Linked DNA regions of Zea mays: region 2 is linked to region 1. Evidence: chromatin contacts called from public Hi-C data. All regions are on one chromosome and are shown on one strand. The core of a region is the stretch at or near the end of the contact, and the rest is flanking DNA. Distances in the headings are between cores, read along the strand shown. Region 1 holds the start of LOC100281671 (homeodomain protein JUBEL1). Region 2 has its middle 75 kb from the start of LOC100281671.

Evidence for each region. Hi-C and Micro-C count contacts between places; a contact is called where the count stands out from the background.
Region 2: a Hi-C map of leaf shows a contact between it and region 1, with 4 times the contacts expected there. The contact joins the enhancer-like site here to the promoter of LOC100281671 in region 1. A contact is called at or near these places in 4 of 25 Hi-C or Micro-C datasets (ear, endosperm, leaf and 1 more) and 1 of 3 datasets of contacts at active chromatin or transcription factors (leaf).

The regions. Positions count from the first base shown.
Region 1 is chr1:279,658,821-279,665,826 of Zm-B73-REFERENCE-NAM-5.0, reverse strand. It overlaps LOC100281671 (homeodomain protein JUBEL1), which reads left to right and starts at 4,779. Exons shown (of 5, transcript NM_001154591.2): 1 at 4,779-5,133; 2 at 5,409-6,788. The coding sequence starts at 5,463.
Region 2 is chr1:279,733,218-279,739,588 of Zm-B73-REFERENCE-NAM-5.0, reverse strand. No RefSeq gene overlaps it. Among protein-coding and RNA genes, the nearest start is that of LOC100281671, 75 kb to the right of the region's middle. Within about 2 kb of position 4,283, at least 13 of the 20 cell types and tissues checked have an H3K27ac peak or open chromatin away from gene starts, as enhancers often do. A contact at or near this core is called in ear, leaf and tassel, where this site is marked.

The DNA of each region.
Region 1 (7,006 bases), core at 3,530-6,029:
GTATTTTTTTCATCCAACGACGATTGAAAATTTCAAATTTTGAAAGCCAAACATAGTTTCGCATGACAAATGATTTCAATTCAAAAGGTTGTTAGCTACAAAGTTTCAAAACTTTGCAAGACCCACAAGTACCATATTGGTCGGTTTCCACCCGAGGTTGTTTGAAAAAAAATTGAATTTAAATTTTGTTGAATTCAGACATTGTTTTCGTTGACAAGATGACTCAAATCCAAAAGTTGCCAAGTACAAAATTCTATAACCTCTTAATCTCTACAAAGTTTATTTTGGTTGTTTGCTCATTTGTTCATCCAACATGGTGGTTCTAACATTGTTCGGAAATCATATACATCATCTTGTAGTTTCATAAACTATAGAGAGAGATATAAGTTTTGTGAAACAAGTTTACTTTTATTTTGTCATATGAAGAAATGAGCAAAACAACATTCGTACATTTTGATGAGTTATACAACTTTGTAGTTGTAAATGTTTCCCATTTGAATTAATTTACTGCTTCGAAATGTGATTTAAAACTTGTTTTGCCTAGTATCGAAAAAACATTCGGCAAATAAGCTCTTTGCCCGAGTGTTTTTTTGCGAAGCGTTTTTTGTTTGGTACTCGACAAAGAGTTTTTTTGTCGAGTGCCTCGGTAGATCACTTGGCACTCGACAAAGATCCGTTTTCCGGTAGTGTAGCATTTAATTGTCTTGTGGGGACTATAAAACAACACATGATACTATATATTGTAACAACAATATCTTCTATAGCAACATATGATGTGGCAGCTTTGTATATCGTGATAAGAAACAATGGGTTGAAAATACCCTTAGGAGCCACTAAACAATTGATTATTGTATATGTTCTATCACAATTAGCCAATTACGGTAATAGACTCTACCTTTTATACTCTAAAAATTAAGAATCAGAACGTATTTGCATGGCTCTATTTCTATTTATTTTGGAACTAAAATTAATTAAAGGCTCAAAAACGAATCGTGAAGAAATATTTAGATCGTGATTCATTACCCGTAATGATCACAATATAATGCGTGTATCTAAGGATTCTGCACAATTGTCTAACTTTGGAAGACGTGTCCAAATTATATCTTTAGGATTATACAACTTTTTTATATATACAGCTCTTTATTAAATTCAATGTCATAATCCTACCTTACATCTAACAGTATCCATGGGACTAGCCTTACTGTGTGGAACATGGATCAATATATTACTAAAACTTAGTCTAAAAAATTGTGATCCGACGCAACACAAGTACGGTAATAAGGGGTGTTTGGATGGCTCCATGTTCCAGCTCCTACATAAAGTTATAGTTCCCAGTATGCGAAGTGGATTGGACTGAGGCTCTAAGGATCAATAAATATCAAGCACAAGTCCAAAAGAATCCCAATCAAAAGAAGTGAAGAAAATTGAGAAGGGTTGTTAGCTTGTGCACCGGAGATGCAGTGGAGGCTCACCAGACTGTCTGGTCCCTACAACTGGACTGTTCTGTGCACCAGGCAATAGGAGCACAACAGCTAGTTCCAGGAGGCACTACGGAGGAGAGCCACCAGACTGTCCGGTGAACCACCGTACTATCCAAAGTAAGGCTGACAGCAGGACAACGGTCATCTGCAACAGCTTTCTCAATCCTTGGATGACGTGGCTAGGACATCGGACATGTCCGGTGTGTAACAGACTGTCCAGTGCGCCCAACGACAGAAACTGCTACTTTCAGTCCAATGGCTCTATTTGAGGGGGAGGCTATTTATACCCATCCAATCGGCCATTTGGATTGTGTGGAGCACAAGAAACATATCTCAAGCATAGAGGCACATTTCTAAGAGATTCAACACACAAATGCAAAAGAGATTCATCGGGTGATCAGTATAAGTGCTTTTGCGATGTGCTTACGGTAGTTAGATCGCTATTGTGCTAGCTCTAGGTTGTTCCTAGTTAGTTGAGTGAGTTTAAAAAAACCCACAAAACCCCTCGGCACTTGCGCGAGCCATTGTAATATTGTACCAAGTGGGACAAAAGTCTTGCGAGACCTTGTCAACCGCGTTTGTGACACGACCGCCACCATGTACCAAAGGGAACGAGGCCTACGACATTTTGGCTAGAAGCTCGATAGTGAAGACGACGGGGAGCGTCCAAGAGGAGCCAGAAGCGGAGCACCAATTGCCAAGGGGTATTTGAATCCTCTTATGATTTATTTAATTTGTTTTAAATAGTTTTAGTTCTGGAATCAAAATAGGGTAGAGACTAAACTTTAGCCTTCTAACTAAATTTTAGTCGTTGAACTAAAAGAATCAAACGGGGTCTTAATCTCTTAATTAAACTTTAGTCGTTGAATAAAAAAACCAAACGGAAGTCTAAGAAGAAGAATTGCATGGCAGAATAATAAATATATGGTCGTTTAAGACTTGGAAATGATAGTACGCCGATTCGGAGGAGAGTAGTTCATGAATGGCTTGCTCTCGAGTGCTGTCGGTACGTACGTATAGCCTGAAGCCAAGCACCTTTTTTTTCCCGCGCGCGGGGGGCCCACAGTTAGATAACACATGATCACTGTGTGAGACTAGGATTGAGTTGGTGCCGAGTCCAAATCACAAGGGCCCAATAATTGATCGAGACGGCAATCCCCCTCCCCTCCGCACCGCTCCGCTCCCAGCGGCCGACAAGCCCCGCCCGTGGCCGCTATCGCGCGCCTGGACCACCGCTCCGCCCACCGCCCGATCCCCGTCCGACGGCCCCGGCTCGCCGACGATAAAGATGGAGACGACCGAATTTAACCCCCCCAAAAAAAAAGAGCGTCACTCGCACGTACAGCTAGCACGCTCGAAGCTAACAAGAGCTAGCTCTCTGGCGCGTCTGTACTCCGATCCTGTACGGTGGTGCGGCGCCGCGGCTGAGGCTAGCTCGATCACCGGCGCCGGCCTCATCCTCTCCTCCTCATCATCTGTCTCTCTTCCGACCCCGCTAGCTCAGGCGGATTAGACAGAAAAGTCAAGACGACCATGCAGACTGCCCGCATGGCCGGAGAAACGCGCGCGACGCATGCACCGAGCTATCTATCCCCTCAACCGCCTCTCTTAAAACCCCACCATCACTGCGCGCTAAACGCTACAGCAAGAAAGCCTAGAAAAAGGGCCTGGACGTGCCGAACGCCGAGCAGGTCAACGTACGGCCAGGATCATCAGCAAGGAAAAAATTAATAAAAAAGGGCGAAGCCGGCCGGTTGGATTATTAGCGGTTGGGGACGGATTGATTAGGCCTGCACAGCACACACGCGCGCAGTAGTAGCGTCGTCAGGTTTAGGGTGTGTTTGGTTTGACTTTTGGCTTTGGCTTTTGTTTCTCTAAAAACCAAAAGCCAACCAAAGGGCTGGATCCAGGAAGCAGCTTTTTCTAAAAGCCGACTTTCTCGTAGTGCAAATCTGAAAGCACCTCTGGACCTGCTTTTAGTGGCTTTTCGGATGGAACTATGAAAACATATATCGAAGAATTTTTAACGACTTTTAGTGGTTTCCATCAAACGGTTTTTAGCTTTTTAACAACTTACAGCCTACAGCAGCTTTTTCCACAGCTCACAGCCCACAGCAACTTTTTTCACAGCCACAGCCCAACCAAACAGACCCTTAGCGACGCTCTCGCACACCACAGCCGCACGCGCGCCCGCGTGGTTGAGACGAATCTGCAGCGGCGCAAGCGCAACAGCAATCCCGCTTTCGTTTTCCTTTCTCCATTTAATTAAATGTTTCATCAGAAAGCAGGCGGGGAAAAAAATAAAGCATAGGAGATTCGTCGCACCCACCACCGGCCGGGCCGAGATTTTTTTTTATCATTTTCTCGGTTTCGCAATAAAGGCGAGGACGTAAACATATGGCGTTGGTTGGATCGGAGGAGCTAGCTAGCATAGCACACGGAAAGTTTTGCTTATCTTTTTTATATATTTTTTGCATAAAAAAAAGATAATTTGATCTGCCGGGGTGGATTATTTCCTCCTCGCGCGCCTCGGCTGCAGGGGCGTCCCCGAGTGCTGGTCAATTTCGAAATGAAAAAGAAAAGATGGAAAGACGCAGAGAGGGACGCCTCCTCATCGCTTTCTTTTCCCATCAGACGACCCTGCCCCCTTTACTTGCTTTCCATCTGTTTTTTTCCTCCCCTCTGCCTCCCTGCTGGATAATACTCGACATGATCAACATCATCTTCCATTCCACCTTGTATCTAGCTCGCACAGCGAGCGAGGGGAGCGAGATAGTTGGTCGGCTGCCGGTACGGTGTGTGTACATGTACTAGCTAGGCGCTCGCTCGAATTGTTGCATGTTGAGAAGTACCCATATATAGCGGCTAGCTGCAGCTAGTCTCTTGCTAAAAATCAGCTGTAAAGTCATTCGAGGATAGAAAACAAAAGAGCCATGAAAAGGAGAGAGAGAGCTAGAGTGGATGGGTGGGGGGGACAAATGAAAACAAGCGTACGACATCACCAGCACCAGCAACAATAACTTAACCACAACACAACAACGACGCCCGATTATTAAACGCGGTACAAGCGAGGGCATAAAAGAAAAAAGAGGGATCCCCAAAGGAGGAATGGAGAGGGAGAGCTAGCGAGGCCAGGGACAGCGACGTCTTCCTTTCCTCCTCCCCCCCTCTGGACTGAGCACGCCCCCGTCCAACTCCAATATCTGCAGCAGCAGTCACGGCGGCAGGAGGAGAGCTAGGGAGGGGAAAAGGAGCTCGGTTTTTTTATATACCAACCGGCCACCCGCCCTACGCGCTACTACTATAGCCTAGCTAGAGCCAGCTGCTTGCCTCGCCCTCCCCTTTGCGCGTCGTCGCGCTCCTCGCCGTCCCCCTCTCTCGGAATCGGAAGGCGATCGATCGCACAAGGCTGCGTCTGCGTGCTCGGCCGCCGCCCGACCCGACCGGACAAGGAGGGGAGGGGGCAAAAAAAATATATAGTTAGTCACACGCACGCAGCACAGGAGGGAGGAGAGGGATTGAGGGATAAAGAAATTTCGGGAGACAAGGAGAGAGAGACAGAGATGGAGAGGAGCGGCTGGACTCGGAGGCAGGCCTTTCACTACTCCCGCACCCAGATAACGATGTGGTAGCTAGTTCCTCTTAGGCTAAGGTAAGCAGCAGCGCCGGGAGCTAGCTCCTCCTCACTATCCTGCATGCTTCGTTCCTTCGTTCAGCTTTGGTTGCCCGGTCGATCGATCGGTTCTTTTTTGTTTCTTCGTATACATGCAAAGCTAGCTAGTTGGAGAGTTCCTTTATTTTTCGATTTCTTTGCTTTGGGAGAGTGCAATTCGGTTCATCGTCTTCTTAATTTGGATTCTATATTCGTTTTCCCCGCCTGGCCGGTGCTTATTACGATGGTGCTGCTGCTGCTCATGAGCTTCGCAGGAAGGAGGTCGTGGCCGGGATCCCGCCGATGATGATGACAGTGGCGCCGCCGGCATGGGCGTAGCGGCGCCACCGTACGAGACCACCACGTACGTGAGCCAACGCACCAAGATCAACATCGCAGCGATCTCCGCCGCCGCCGCCACCAGGGCGGCTACCGCGGCTTCTATGTCCCACTCGCAGGGATTCCACCAGGGCAGCGCCGGCGTCTACGGCTACTCCTCGGATGGCTTCGACCGCCCGGACGACTCCGGCCACCAGGACCATCATCAGCAGCAGCAGCACGTGGCGCAGCAGAGCCGCCGCGACAAGCTGAGGGTGCAGGGGTTCGACCCGGCCGCCGGCGGCGGCCACGGCCTGCTCCCCATCGAGGGCGACGAGCATGGCGGGCCCGGGTCCATGTACGAGCACGCGGCGGCCGCAGCTGGGGCCTCCAACATGCTCTCCGAGATGTTCAACTTCCCCGCGCCGCCGTCGGGGCCCTCCGCCACCGAGCTGCTGGCCAGCCAGATGGGCGCCAACTACCGCTTCGGGGGGCTACGGCAGCAGCAGCAGCAGGGGCCCGGAGGGGTGGTGGCTGGCTTGTCCGGCGACGGCGGTTGGTTCGTCGGGGCCGGCGCGGCGGGTCGTGCTGCTGGCTTGGTCCTCGGTGGTGGGGCCAACATGGGGTCGTTAGGTGAAACGTCGTCCCCGAAGCAGCAGGGCAGCATGGCTGGGCTGGCCACCGACCCGGCCGCCGCGATGCAGCTCTTCCTGATGAACCCGCAGCAGCAGCAGCAGTCCAGATCGTCGCCGCCGTCGCCGTCGGACGTCCAGGTCCAGCACCACGAGGCGGCGTTCCAGGCGTTCGGAAACGCCGGGGCCCCGTTTGGCGGCGGCGCCGGGACCGGCGTCGTGGAAGGCCAGGGGCTGTCCCTGTCGCTGTCGCCGTCGCTGCAGCAGCTGGAGATGGCGAAGCAGGCCGAGGAGCTGAGGGTCCGGGACGGCGTGCTCTACTTCAACCGCCAGCAGCAGCAGCAGCAGCAGCAGCTGCCGATGGCATTGCACGGCCAGGTCGGCGCGCTGGGGCAGCAGCTGCACGTCGGCTACGGCCCCGCCGGCGTCGCGGGCGTGCTGCGCAACTCCAAGTACACCCGCGCGGCGCAGGAGCTCCTCGAGGAGTTCTGCAGCGTCGGGCGCGGGCAGATCAAGGGCGGCGGGCGAGGGGCCTCGGCGTCTAACCCTAACAACAACCCGGGCAACAAGGGCGGCGCCTCCAGCTCCGGCGCCGCCGCGCAGTCCCCGTCGTCCGCGCCCAACAAGGAGCCCCCGCAGCTGTCCCCCGCCGACCGGTTCGAGCAGCAGCGCAAGAAGGCCAAGCTCATCTCCATGCTCGACGAGGCACGTCCACTGTCTCATCATCCACACACACACACACGCGGACTCCATCCGTTCCCCTCCTTTCTGCTTCATCGTCTATCTAGCTTGCATGCATATAGCTAGGTGCATGGGTTTGCTGACGCCATAGCTAATAAGCTCCGGCCGACGACGACGCTCGATCGTGGCCACGGAGGCGCGCGGCGCTAGTTAAGGTAGTTGCGGCCGCGGCGGTAGGTGTG
Region 2 (6,371 bases), core at 3,034-5,533, 74 kb before region 1:
TTTGAGGAGTCCCAGGACAACGATGACTTCTAATTTATTTTAGTGGCAAACCCCAATTAGCTGCCTGTGAAGGCCTTATCTTCTACGTTTCGTATTTCTGCACTTTGATGTTGATGGCTATGTTATAGACTCAGTGGATGTCTTGGACATCTTGTTGTAATAAAGTACTTTTCCGCTATTTATTTTGAGCATTTTGTGATGATGTCCAATTATGTAATCGCTGTGTACGTGAGTTTCTGATCCTGGCACGTACATGGTTCGCATTCGGTTTACCTTCTAAAACTGGGTGTGACAACTAATCGAAATCAAATCGTGAATCGAAAACCGAAACGAGACAGACGCGTGATCAGACACAACATCAGACAAAAGAAATATGCTTCAGCATGATGCAACACCCATGTCAACTTAGGTTTTTGTTTACATGCGATACGGACACCAGTCACTATACTGCTTTGAAAAATTGGAAGAAGGAGCGAAACGGGAAGAGAAAAGAGAGTAACACCTGAATTTGGTGAGTATCAGAGAAGAAAAATTATACCCCTCAAATTCAGGGTGTTATAGGCAAGCTAGGTCTCTAGCGGCTAAATCGTCTCCCTCTATTCTAGTAGTGGCTAATACACTACTGGTTCGACACCCACTATTATTGATGTTTCTCCGATACATGTTGATGACACTTTTAAGGAGCTAGATGTGGAGATGGTGTACTATGAACCTTCTCTAGAAAATGTAAAAAGACAATATTATTTATTTGTCTTATGATTATTATGTGATTGGAGATGATTCGACGATGGCTCAATTTGACTATGCTACTCAAAGTGTTGTCTTCTAGAAGTTTGAGGATTCCATCAAGTATATCAAACCACTATATGCAAAGGGTCATGTTAATGGTACACATTCATAACATATTGGTGGATAAAGGGCCAATAGTAAACTTGATGTCATATTCACTTTATAAGAAGCTTGGAGGTAGGAATGATGAGATCAAGGCAACATTATGATCAATGGAGTTGGAGGAGGTGATCCTATTCTAGCCAAAGGAGTTGAATCTATGGAGCTCACCATCTAGGAGCAAGACGTTAACGTTGGCCATAACCTTGTTCGCTGCAAAGGTATAAGGTAACTATAATATAATACCCGAACACCATTGGATTCATGCCAATTGATGTGTTTCATTTAGCTTGCACTTGTTTCTCATTTAGTGAATGGGAGATGATGATGTAATCATTCATATGCAGATTCATAGGCTATGTTGCTATGGCTGATGCTCCTTTGCTCAAGAGGCATGATGTTTTGGTCATTACCTTACTGATTTTTTAGTTTATTAGTGTCAATAGAGAAGGCTTTGTACCTGTCTCTTTAAAGATGATTGATATGTATCTCAATAATATCATGTAATCATTTTAATGGATAATAATGTTGAATGGTTAAAGCATCATGTTGAGCAGTATCAGACTTTTAAGAGCGATGCATGTGAAGCTATTGCGACTTTGATGAGCTTGATAAGTTAGGCCAAGGTTCCACGTTGGATGACTATTAAAAAGTTGATAGTGGGGATGGCTTTGTGCCTAGGTCAATGTTTATAAATTCAAGTCTGTGAATAGGGCGCTCTTAGGTTTCTTCAGCTGGCTGAGGTTGCTCTAGATCAGCAGTCCCATTTTCTTTTCTTCGTTTTTTATAAACCGTTTTCGATTCTAACTTGTGAGTGAGTTATAGAGTGACACCTAGCACTAATTGTGAGTGTGAACATGCACCGACACTACACTAGATTTCTCTTAGTCAAACTACTCATCCACAACCCCTCTTTATAGTACGACTAAAACAAAAATAGAAGTCCTAACTCTATACCAAGTGTCCACAACTTCTTCGACACTTAGGATATGAAGTCCTTCATCTTTTGATTCACCTTTTTCGGTCGTCGCTTCAAGTTCTCATCTGAGGGATTGTTTTCACCATTGTAGCACAACTCCCTACAATGTGACCTAAGTTACCATTTGCTCTACAAAACACATGTTAGTCACATGTAATCTTACGTTGTCATTAATCACTAAAACCAACCAGGGGCCTAGATGCTTTCACTCATGAAGTAATAGATAAGAGATTAAAGTCTCTTATGTATATGGAGAAGGACAAGGATCATGGTGCTAGAGTGCACAATGAAAAATTCAAAATAAAGTCATTTCAAGTTAGAGATATAGTGTGGAAAACCATAGTACAAATTAGATAGAAGGGCGACAAGTTTGGTAAGTGGTCACAGAGTTGGGAAGATCCTTATAAAGCGATCAAAGTCATATTTAGAAATTGTTATATGCTAGAGGTGTTGTGATAGTCTCCCAAGAACAATCATCAAAAGATATTTGAAAATAATATTTTCCAAATGTTTGGCAAGAGGCCTAGAGTGTCTTCAAAGCAATGACCAATACTTGTGTCGCAATTGGAACAAATATGGTCAATGTATACATCACCCTTAAATGCTAGATAGCCGATGAGCTGCATATTACCACTATTTAGTAGTTTTGATTCATATATGTTTTTATGAAAAACAGGGGCATATGTTGATATGCAAAATTGGAACAAATAAGAAGGGCATTTTCTTCGCTAGAGTCAGCTAGACCGACCCCAAAACTGGCCACATCAGGTTACTAAAGCCAACTAGGTCGCCTTCTGGACCTAACCAGGTCAACTTCATATTGTCAAGCCATCTACACTATCGACTTCCCTCGCGAAACCCGATTGAGCCGACTTTGGTGGTCAGCTAGGCCAACTTTTGGTGGTTCTTCAAACTAATTTATTTCCTAATCGGATTTTGGAATTGGAAACTTGATAAACATGTTATGGAATTGGTTCATACTATGATAAAACCATCCTCTCTCTATATATGAGAGTATCGCGGTATATTGAGGTATCCAATATCCAATAGACAAAAAATACATCCATCTCTTTCATTTCCCCCTCTATATCTTGATGTTTGTCACTTTTTCCAGCGAGATTTAGCGGTGTTTTAGGTGGCCTTGCCGACCATAGAACACCTTCCATGTGCTCCTCCTGATGATTCTTTCTAGGAGGTTTTCGAAAGTCTACCAACGAAGAATAGGATCAACAATGGTTTAACTAGTCTCTGGATCGATTTAATCGGTCCACTACATTTTATGTGTCGATCGTAGGTATACTAGCACTACTGTTGTGTGATCAAGATATCTTTTTTTGTATAAACCGAGTAGGCAGACTACTACTACTATCTCTTTTATAGTACTATATAATAAAAAAGAGAGGATCGGACCTAATTATTAGCATACGTGTATCGTTGTTAAGCATCACAATTGGATCGATTCTTTTTGTGCCACCTACCAGTAGCTTATGTGGTTCGACTTTCCGACAACATGTATAGTGAAGAGACATCAAAACGGTTCTCCAAGCACAAGAGACAACTAAGATACTCTATTATACAATGGATTGTTTATAAATGTCGCCTACTAATAAATATAGAAGTAAATGCGCTTATATAGCATCGGATCAATAAAACAGACGACGAATTCGTACAATGGGAAGTGAGGCATTTGTTACTACTTGGGTTATGAACAATAGATGTCTCTTAACGGAGAGACACCTTCACGTTTTTGGGAAAAAACCCCTTTAGACACCTCAAAGTTTCTACATTAAACACCACTAGGCCACGTCAATAAACAACCAATTGCATTAGTATTTTTTTCGTACTTCCGTGTCCTGGTGGGTGCTGACAACCACAACCTGCTGCCGCTCCTTGATTAACCGTCAGAACTACCGTCAGAACTTTCTTCGGGAGAAAGAACTCCGGCGAAAGTGTAGCCTTGTCCTGCGTCACACGTCACACGCGCCACGCGGGTGACATGACTGGCCATCTGATCTGGAAAAAAACAAATGATATTACCGCAGGTCAGACGTACTACTAGAAAAAAAAGAAGGATGCTCTGACGGTCAGAGTATCCTTCTTTTTTCTAGTAGTACGTACAAACCAAACCACACCTCAAAAAAGACTGCGACCGACCTCGTGAGATGCATCTACGCGTCGTGCCTTGTGTACTCTGTAGCCTACCCGAGCTTTTCATGCTCTGGCGCCTACAAAATTGCTCGTTTCGTGAGGGCCGGTAGACATTGGCCGAGCAACAAGATCTTGGGGAGTCGTCGTCTGTCGTGGCTGACCAACGTACGCCAGACGAGCGCTCAGCTTGGCCGTTTGAGGTATCTACCAGGCAGATGCAGCTGCTCAACGCAACGATCCAGCAGCGGGTTGCTCATGACGGAGCTGACGTGGCCATATGTGCACGTGGGGGAACCGTCGTCTCACGTGATTGGCGTCAGGCGGCGCCGAGACAAGAGGAGAGTGGGCGAGGTCTTTGGATGCTGTCACTCTAGTCCACGTCCAAGTTTGTGTTCTGCTCTCTTTATCCGCAAAAAAAACTGTTGTACAATAAATTTTCTTATATAATCATCATACGATAAAACTACTAAAGGCATAAAAATATTCTTAAAATTTTATAATTTCAATATTTACTCTATCAATATATCAAATTTTAAATTGTTTATTCTATTTTAAAATACATAAAAAAATCTATCAAATCTAAAGGACTTAAAAATGATTGAAGTTTCTCCTTTTTATATTATTTACCATATGGTGAAACATAACTTTAAGTTTAATATATTAATAGAATAAAAATAATGTATATCTTTGTTTTTTAGATGTTTATGACTTTTGGTAACTTGATTGTACGGCGATGGCACGAAAATCTTAACTGTGCAATAGTTTTGGTCCTTCTTATCATGTCTAGTCCTTTCAACTAATTGCAGAGGGAGAAAACTTAAAAACTACACCACACACAACAATAGTTTCCCTCTAGAGTTTTTTTTTAGTTTTGGAGAAATCCCCCAAGCGGCATAAAAATGCATTTTTCTTGCAATTTATAATTCACACTGGAGATTTATATTTGGGCCCTAGAGTCCTCACACAAATGCCTTTAATCTGTGGATGATATTTTTCCTACTTTTCAGATGAGGCACACGTTGTGAATCTCTTGGATCCTTCATAGATGTGACAACATCCTCAAATCAAAAGTCAAGTATGATGGCAAACATTAGTGAGCATGACATATGTGTGTCAATAGTGTGTGTATTGGTACTATAGTATTTGGAATGTTTTGCCTATGTTTGAAGAGAATTTTTTCTAGCCACTTTCAATCAAGTTACACTACTATTTCTTTTCCAATGGTAATTTCAGGATTAGTTGAAATTATGAAAGAACAATAATAGGGAAACACAGTTACTCTATTATTCCTCTGCTTTGGTTGGAGAGGTCGATTAAGCATCTTTTACCCTTGTCAATGATTGATGAATGCAATTAATGGTTCTTACTTTGTCTCCCTTAAATATTCTTATGTGATATAATGACCTTTGGGTCAAACAGTAAAACGAGAACAACTGATTGTATTAAGACAAAGTAAGGGCTCAAAACAAACAAACAAACAAATAATGGAATTCATGCACAAATAAAGGTGATAACTTTAGCAAAAAATGATACCTTCATAGGCTCTCTTTTGGCTCAAGCAAATGCTGAGCATGAGTTCCTCGTGTGGCCGACCGTTCACACGATCACACTGTTCAACTATATATAAGGGTTGAGTTCCTATACAATCTTATGTACATTTATATTTTTACCCTTCTCTCTAACATACAAATGTTTCATATTCAAGGGTGTATGGTTTCATCCTTTGACTACATTGATGTGCCATGCACATCTTCCCTTAGATGAGATTTGTTCTCGATGTCGTTCTTAGCCAGAAGTCTCGTCAATCATTCTTTTGCTACCGCATTCAAGTCATCATCAAAGAATCGCTTGCCAACTCCATTTGTGATATCCACTTTCAAATCTCCACCGATGAGACAAAGCAGTCCGACGAAGTTGTTTGCCAGCCAAAGATTTTCTCCATTGTACATCCCTTGTTCTGTTGAGCCAAAGGTTAACAAAATGAGGGTCAGGGGACGAAGGTGCTAAAAACGTATGACATATACTTCCACTAGCTGATTCCAAGTGCCATGATGTGACTTGTAGTATTCATTAGGCTATCTAAAGCAATCTAACCGAAGCCTACTAGGAGTGTTGCTACCGAATTCATGAACTAAAATATTAGACAAAGGCTAGTGGCAAAGAGGGATATACCTTCAATTGGGATAAAACATATATTGTGTTTTTTTGCTAGCGCTTCAACGGTAGTGATGTTTGCTTAAAACATTATTTGTCAACGCATGCACTTGCACAACCTATCTCAAGAGCATATCACATATTATTTTTCATGGTAAAAGATGGTTGGTCAATGCTAAAGCCTAATAATGAAGAACATATG